Linked DNA regions of Macaca mulatta: regions 1 and 3 are each linked to region 2. The links are chromatin contacts, called in public Hi-C maps. All regions are on one chromosome and are shown on one strand. The core of a region is the stretch at or near the end of the contact, and the rest is flanking DNA. Distances in the headings are between cores, read along the strand shown. Region 1 holds the start of SP9 (Sp9 transcription factor). Region 2 holds the start of SP3 (Sp3 transcription factor). Region 3 holds the start of OLA1 (Obg like ATPase 1).

The links. A called contact is a pair of places that touch in the nucleus more often than the background predicts.
Region 1: a contact with region 2 is called in a Hi-C map of fetal cortex germinal zone, with 3 times the contacts expected there. The contact joins the promoter of SP9 here to the promoter of SP3 in region 2. A contact is called at or near these places in 3 of 14 Hi-C or Micro-C datasets (fetal cortex germinal zone, fetal cortical plate and liver).
Region 3: a contact with region 2 is called in a Hi-C map of fetal cortex germinal zone, with 2.2 times the contacts expected there. The contact joins the promoter of OLA1 here to the promoter of SP3 in region 2. A contact is called at or near these places in 2 of 14 Hi-C or Micro-C datasets (fetal cortex germinal zone and fetal cortical plate).

The regions. Positions count from the first base shown.
Region 1 is chr12:79,235,717-79,238,458 of T2T-MMU8v2.0, forward strand. SP9 (Sp9 transcription factor) reads left to right here and starts at 1,336. Exons shown (of 2, transcript XM_015110389.3): 1 at 1,336-1,495; 2 at 2,499-2,742. The coding sequence starts at 1,475.
Region 2 is chr12:78,865,680-78,868,379 of T2T-MMU8v2.0, forward strand. SP3 (Sp3 transcription factor) reads right to left here and starts at 1,251. Exons shown (of 7, transcript XM_077957216.1): 1 at 232-1,251.
Region 3 is chr12:79,150,675-79,153,539 of T2T-MMU8v2.0, forward strand. It overlaps OLA1 (Obg like ATPase 1), which reads right to left and starts at 1,328. Exons shown (of 11, transcript NM_001266628.2): 1 at 1,214-1,328.

The DNA.
Region 1 (2,742 bases), core at 86-2,585, 370 kb after region 2:
TGGGGGCGCCCACGTGTGGCCTGGTCCTCCGCCTTCCCGGGTGAAAATCCTGGAGAGATTTCTCGGGCACGTCCGTGAAAGCAGGGCAGTAAGGGGGACCCCACCTCTTAACACGGCGCACTTGCCTTACAGACGAAACTCTAGGCCTTGGCAGTCTGGAGTGGGAGTGGGCTGGAGCTGGGACAAGAAAATTCCACTCCAGGATGAAACGCGACATGCAAATCTTCACCGGGTTAAACAAACAGCCGAGCAAGCTGCAGCTTCAGCGGAGGTGGAGGTGGGGGCGGACGCCGCTCGCGCCGGTCTCTGTTTCCAAAGTTGTTACAGTGTGAAAATAAGCGGCTTCGTGCAGCGTGTTGTATGGGCTGATGCCTCCCACCCCCACGCCAGCCCCCAGCAAAACCCGGCAGATAATCAGCACATCCCACTGTTTAGTCATATTTGACAACTGGGTTAACCTGGTATCTTAGCGCTGGCGAAACCGTACAAAGGGTGCCCTCAATTACCACCAGAAGCCTCTAGCGTGAGTGGCACTTGTATTACCCCCCGGGTCAGAGGCCAGAGCGACAATTAGGAAGTCACTTACACCGCTGGGGGGAAATGGCGGGATGCAGCAGGCTCCAGGCCCTCCCAACAAATCTGTGGATGTAGATCTGTACAGAGAGGCCTATTTCGCTCCTCTCGGAGGAACTGTCCCTTCGTGTCCCCCTCCCCAGTATAACTGTGAGAGTAACATTGAATCTAGTGGAATAAGGAATTGGGTAGAAGACACACGAAAATGATTTTTTAAAAAAAATCCCAAGCAAGAATGATAGATATAAGCTGAAGTTGTGTTCTGTAGGCAAGAGCCTGGACACACAAAGTGAGGGCTGACATTTCCGTCTCCACTTGGGCCCTGCTGGTGCGGGCTGTGTCTGGGTGTCTCCTCCTCTCCTGCCTCCTTTCCTACAAGTGGGGAGTCGAGTAGGACTGTCAGCCCTAACTTGCAACATCTCGGGGTGGTTTGTGTGTGTGTGGGGGGGGGTGCTTGTGGCCCGGTTTCATTGGTACTTAAACCTGGCTTGGTGCGTGAGTGTGTGCAAATTTTTAATTGCACTGTAATTTCTTCAGTCCCCAGCCCGCCCTCGCCCCCCACCCAAGTATCCCCCCCTACTCCCCTCCACCCCCGCCGCCCTAGCTAGCCGACTTGACTGGCACGCGCCGGGAGCCCGGGCCCGGGCCCCTCGGCGCGTCTGATTGGCTGCGGGGCAGCTCCCGTCTGCTCTGCCTGCGCCCTCATTGGGTGAGAGGCGCAGCCAGCGGCACTTCAAAGCGGGTGCTCCTCTCACTTAGGCTGAGTTTAGCCGGCGGGAGCCCGGAGTCCGCTCGGCGCGAGCGCGGGGACGCGGGAGCCGCGCGGGACCCAAGCAGTTTTTCCGAGCAGCCGCCAGGCTCAGCCCCGCTCCCAGCCTCGCTGCGCAGCCAGAGACCTGCTATGGCCACGTCTATACTCGGGGTAAGTCGCAAGCGCGGCAACGCATTTGCTTGTTTTAACCGGAGTAATTTTTCGTTATGGCTTCTGGGGTCTGCGGCTCCCGAGAAACTGTTGCTGCTGGACTGCAGCTTCAGCTTCTATTAGCACTTGCCACATTTCTGGGACTGATTTTTTCCCCAAGTTTTTGGAACCCAGCAGATGCCTTTGCAAGAAAAGGCCTTCTTAATGAAGTCCTTTTTTACTTGGTTTCAAAGAAAAGCTAGAGGTTTCTTTTCTTCCCCTCGTGATTTATACCCCACCCCCCGCCTTGCTTTGGGGATTTTGTTGCAATTATGCGACAGTGGTGTTTCCAGAAAACAGTCTTAATCGTTTTGCAGTCCATCTAGTCACGCTAATAAATATTTACATTTCCGCGGCTCCCCAGTTCGCCCGTGACTTTGAAAATACGTCTCTGGCCGCTTATCCTCGGATTGTTGTTTTCATAATCGCTGTGTTTGTGTGTGTGTAAACTTTAAAACCAAACGTTTTCTATTAAAAAAGAAAAGTCAAGTCGTAGCCACCCTGGGAGTGCTGCAAGTTTCGCCCGTCCCTGGCTGCTGTTTCGGCCGCCTCCGCCCTCGCCCGGTGTTTGTTGTCTCTGGTCTCTGTGTTTACCTTCGCGCGTCACCCCGAAGGGCGACTTGGGGTCTTCTGGGAGAGGAGCCGGTTTACCGCGACAACCCAAGTCCGGTTGTAGTCAGGGTTGCAGCGACTGAGGCGGGGAACACGGAGGCATCTTTGATTTACAGCCTCAGCGAAGAGCAACTTTCCGGCCCCCGGACCTTCGCCGCGGTGATGGCCACTGTCCCGCGCCCGGTGCGGTGACTCTTCCGCGGGCGCGTGGGGAGGAGGCGCGAGGCGGGGAGCTAGGGCCCCCCCGGGAGCAGCCGCAGGGGACAAGGCTGCTCACGGGTGCACTTTCTTTCTTCCCCACTTCCTCCTGCCCTCCTCCTCCTTGCTCCCTCCCCCATCCTACCCACTTTAGGAAGAGCCGCGCTTCGGAACGACCCCGTTGGCCATGCTAGCGGCGACCTGCAACAAGATCGGCAACACGAGCCCGCTGACGACGCTGCCGGAGTCGAGCGCCTTCGCCAAAGGCGGCTTTCACCCCTGGAAGCGCTCCTCGTCCAGCTGCAACCTCGGCTCCAGCCTCTCGGGCTTCGCGGTGGCCACCGGGGGCCGTGGCTCGGGCGGCCTGGCGGGCGGCTCGGGCGCCGCCAACAGCGCCT
Region 2 (2,700 bases), core at 1-2,500:
GCCGAGGCGAAATTACTCCCAAAGCCCGGACCCAGGCCCCTTCCCCTCCCCCACCCGCCCCCCGGCGGCGGCGGCGGCGGCGGCGGCTCCCTCCTCCCCTCCTGCTGCTGCCCCCGCCCGCCGCTGCCTGTAACCCTCCTCCTCCTCCTCTTTCCCTCCTCCTCCTCCTCCCCGCGCTGCCCCTGCCCCCTCTCCTCTCCTCCCCTTTCCCTTCGCGCCGCTCGCTCTCACTCGCGCTCGCTCCTCTCGCACCGTCAGTCACTCACACACGCCCGCCCGCGCCCGCACACAGGGGGATGCGCTCCCGGCGGACCGGGCCGCCCGCCCCGGGGCCTGGCGGGGAGACGGCGTTGCTGGGGCTTCGGGGGTGGACGGTGGCTGGCGGGGAGGGGAGGGAGGCGCAGGGGAGTGCAGCTTTCTGCCTCTCACAGACACTCGGTCGCACACACGGGGCCAGGACCGGCGGCAGCGGCCCCGGGCTGGCTGTGGTCGGCGGCAGCGGCGGCGGCGGCAGCAGCAAGGGTTGCTCTCTCGGCTTTACGTACCGGTCATAGTGTGTTTAGGGCACCTCAGGCGGGGCTCCCCGCCGCCTTACACATGGTGAGGAGCGAAGGCGGCGGCGGCGGGAGAGGATGCGGGAAGCGGCGGCGGACACGGCCGGAGCGGTCCGGGGATTTTTTTTTCCTATTTTGATTGACTGTGCGGGAAACACAAAAGGTGGAGCCTCCAGCCCAAAAGGGGGGAAGAGGGTGACAGCCTGCCCGGAACTCCCGCCCCTCTTCTTGGCCCTCATTCGCCGCCGTGTTCTCCGTCGGATGTGCTCATTGGTCCAGGCGCCCGTCCGTCGCTGTGCCAGGCGGCGCGCTTCCTGTTTGCCCCCCGGGTGGAAGGGGCGAGACAATGAGCGGCCGTGGCAGCGTAGGTTTCCGAGAGCGGCTACGGCTCGCCGGTTACCCCGCTGTGTCCGCCTCTCTCGCCGGCTGCCGCTGCCAGGCCCGAGGCGCAGGCCTCCTCCACCTCGCAGGCGCTCGGAGCAGGCCTAGCCAAGCTGTAGGGGAGCTGAGCTGGGGAGGAAATTCGTCCCCGGTGACTCCGGCTCCACTGGAGGCTACCTCCATCCCGGCAGCAGCCTCGGCCGGATTTCCCCAGGGCCTCGCGCTCTTGGAGCCGCCGCTTGCCTGAGCTGCCAGGAGGGCACCGCCGCTCAGCCCCGGGGCTGCTGCTGCGGCCGCTGCCGCTACTGAGCAAACCAGACCCGCCCCACGAGCCCGGGGGGAGGGAGCTGGTATTAGGGGAGACACCCCCTCCGAGGCTGGAGGAGGATTTTTCTCACACACATCCAGCTTTCTGATTCACAGACAGCCATCTCGCTCCCAGCCCCCTTAGCCCCAGCTTTCCAACCGGTCTCCCACTTTCACGTACCGTGAAGGCAGGCATTTAAAGCAAAAAAATTTCAAGTCACCTCACATACGGAAGGAGAGTTTTAATTTTGGCCAGTGGCACCAAAACGGGCACTTAAAAGTATATTTCATTTTACCTGTGGTATGTGTATGTATCCAATGGGGCAGAATACTGTTTTTTTAAAAAGTCAGTCACATAATCATTTTGCTGCACAAACGTATTATCCCCAGCCTCTTAATCCTCTTGGTACCAAGTCAGATATCTCCTGAAACAAGCCCATCAACCATTGCCAACGTTTTTAAAGTCGTGAACTGGTGAAGTACCTTTTTTCCCCCATTGGAACATTTTTGTTGTATTTTAAAATCTTGTTTCACTCATTGGATTAGGTTAAAACTCCTTCCTTCTTTGGCAACCTTGATATCTTGCTGTCATCCTGGGGGAAAATGCTGAGGTTTTATGTCTGTGTTTTGCCAACTAAGAGATATCTCTCCCTGTTACCTTCAAGTATAGTTGCCAACAAAGAAGTTAAATTCAAGAGGTGGAAACACTGTCCACAATACCTCTTTTTTAGAAATCTGGCTCAAGAATCAGTTTTCCCATTACTGTGATGATTGTATTTTGTGTGATATGTGATGATGTGCTGGTGGATGAGGTTGTGAAGCACTTCAACTAGATTTTGTGTGTACTAACTTAATAGGTAATCCATTTGTGAGATAGCGAGTTTGCATCCCAGTTCCAAAGCAGTTAACCGCCTATGCTCACAGGATCAGAAACATTGTATGGTTACTTTGCTCTTAATTGTACAAAGATCGAATTTCTAGGGAATTGACCTAAAAACCACAAACATGCGGAAACGAGACTCAAAATTCTGAGTCCAAGAATAAGGTTCATCTCTCCTAATAGTAAGACCTTGTAGTCTCATTTAATTGGAAAAATAACTTCAAAGTTGAATGGTATAACCTGTGTACTATTTTACAACAAAAACTTTTAAGGAAATAAAAGTCACAAAATAACCTGATTTGGGGTGGGGGGAAGGGAAAAAGAGATGGGTGCCCTGAAGAGCAGGACAGGTGAAAAGTGAAAAGTAGACTGGGAGAGAGGAAGGGAAGTCACTATTATCACTCTGTTCCTACCTGGATCTGTTGGGTGGAAGGTAGCTCTTTCCCTAGAAAGGATATTTTAGGCATTTTCAGATTTTTTGTTTGTTTGTTTTTTCAGGAGTGGGGATATGTTCTACACTATTGCCATACCATTTTTGCAAAGTGTTAGTCCAGCCACCTAGAGAGCAAAGTATTTGGC
Region 3 (2,865 bases), core at 78-2,577, 290 kb after region 2:
AGCTGGCCGTGGGGGCGCGTGCCTGTAATTCCAGCTACTCGGGAGGCTGAAGCTAGAGAACTGCTTGAACCCGAGAGGCGGAGGTTGCACTGCGCGGAGATCACGCCCCTGGGCTCTGCCTGAGCGACAAAGCGAGGCCCTGTTTCAAATAAATAAATAAAATCTTTGTGGCACCAGGAATCAAAGATAAACTAAGAGTTTAGCTACCAATCTTCCATCCAGACTGCTCACAAAACACTTTATTTCTTAACCTGATACATGGTTATATGAATGAAAGCATTTGGAAGCACGTACATAGATGAGAGTCAAAGAAAATTCCATCTGGAACCACCAGCAACCAAGTCACCCTTCACACAAAACCATTCCTCTATAATCTGGAATCTTATCCTTCCCATTCGCCCACAATCCCCATTTTCACATAGATGAACACCCACCAGATACTGGGGTCCTTCCACCAAGTCCCTGCCACCTTTGGCACTGAAGGTACGGCTCATCAGTCCTCATAAGGAACCTCCATAATCTACACTATGGTTACTATTTCTAATCGTAAATTAATCGATGGAACTTTTTATTTACAAGTAGAAACTTTCTCTGTCCCTTACTAGTTCTGTCTCCAAATCATGCGTGCAGAATTAGTCCCACTCTTGTACTGCAAAGTGAAATCACAAGGACCGCTAAGCTCACGTCTCAGAAGCTGGGAACTAAAACTGTCCCTCTATTCTGGCTGAGAGTTGTATCTCCTAGGACCACGCTGAGGCCAAGCCCTCGTAGTAGTATTCCAGCCTCTGATCCCTGACCCCGAGCGCCAGGAATTTCCCTTCTCAGCGTCCTGACACCTGTTCCTGGCCAACCCCCAGGCCTCCAAAGAACAGACACATGAACAGCGCCTGTCGGGTCCTCTGGCCTACCGAGGGGTGGCCGGCAGCCCACCCAAAGTGGGCCCCACCCCCATCCTCCTCTCCGGACGGGGTCACCGGGCGTCCCGGCCTCGGGAGAAGGCTTTCCCCAGGGTTTTCCCGCGTGAGGTTAGGCCGATCTCCCGACTCGCGGCCTAGTCCGACAGCGCCTCATTCATCCACACACCCCCACGCCACCCGCTGCCCTGGCCCCATCTTGGCCACTGGGCCCGGGCCTCGCGCCAGCCTCAGGGCAATGAGCCCGGGCACCGAAGACCTGGCAGAGATCGCGCCCCCGGGCTCCCTGAGGGCCTCACCGTGCTCGGCCTGGGCGATGACACGGGGTCCCAGCGGCAGCTAGAGAAAGGTCCTGCCGGCAGCCGGAGGCGGGGAGGAAGGAGGAGAGAACGCAGGCCCGGCCCATCCGCCGAGCGGCACGCACGACGGCGGCGGCAGCGGCGGAACGGGCGGGCCGGGCGCCGAGCGGCACCTGCGCGCAGGCCATGGGCCCCGCCCCTCCCCGTTTTGCCCGCGCGCCCCGCCCATTGGCCCGACAGGCCGGGGAGGCGGGAGCAGGGCCGGAGGAGCCCAGGGTGGGAGGAGCCTCGCGACTGACGCAAGGGCTGGAGAGGGGCAAGGCGCTGACCAGGCCATTCCCGGGAGCTCTAGTCTTCCGCTTTAGCACATGGGCTTCTCGGTTCTAGGTCTCCGCTTCCGCCCAGCTGCGCGGCCTGGGTTACCTGCTCATGTTCACTCGCGGGCCTGCAGCCCCGCGCTTCCCCAGCTGGACTGCGAAGCGCCTTGGGCCCTGACTTCCCTCCGGGAGATCCGGGGCGCCTGAAGTCAGGCAAACAGCCACACCAGCCCCGGGGACCGCTTGGCCGCTAGCCCATCTCCCTTTTCCTATAAGTTTATTCGCTCAGTCCGTGCGGAGATAAGCTGTTAACTAAACGTTCTTGAAGGAAAAGGGGCTAAGGGAAACTTTAGTCTAAGGATTTCTTCTTCGCCTTATAGTTAAAGCGTCGCACACAGGTACTGGATCACAGAATGCGTTTAATTGAGCCAATTTCCTCCCTTTTCCTCTTGGTGGTTGAGAGCAGGTGCCTTTGAAATTGGGGGATTTCCAATCTGGATTCCGCCACTCATTGACTGTGTGACCCTAGACAAATTAACTTCGCTGTACTTCAGTTTCGTTCTGGATAAAATGAGGCTATTGAGACCACCTTATGAGGTTATTCGTGTGAGGATAAAATGAGACAATGCGTGTTGAGCTCGTAACAACAGTACCCAGCACATACAGAAAAGGCTTGTGAATAGTCTCTGTTGTTAATATTAGGATTTCATCCCATCTCACCCACACCATGTCAACACCATGAGAGCCACTGGAGAAGGAATTCTTTCATTTAGGTCCTGGCCTTCAGATGCCATTCAGGTTTTGTTGTAATGAATATAATACCTGTCCAAAAATTGTGACACTAGAAGCTCCTTTTAAAGGGATTAGTTGCTATTAATATTAAAGGATATAAACTGGTTGCTATCCTCATGTTACAAGTGAGGGAACAATATCAGAAAGGTTGATTAATTTGGATGAAGTCACACAGCTAGCACATGGCAGCAGCATATTTCAAACCCCAATCTAACTGAAAATCTGGCCGTAATCCCAGCACTTTGGGAGGCCAAGATAGGAGGACCAGTTGAGCCTAGGAGTTGGAGAACAACCTGGACAACGTGGTGAGACACCATCTCTACCAATAAAAACAAAAAAAAATTAGCTGGGATTGGTGGCACATACCTGTAGTCCCAGCTTCTCAGGAGGCTGAGGTGAGAGGACGGCTTGAGCCTGAGAGCTCAAGGCTGCAGTGAGCTATGATCACCTGTATCAGATGTTTTTCTCTCTCTACACTAAGGTGAGAGGTGAGAGCATAATGAGCTTGAGAGCTCTCCAGCCTAAGCAACAGAGCAAGACTCC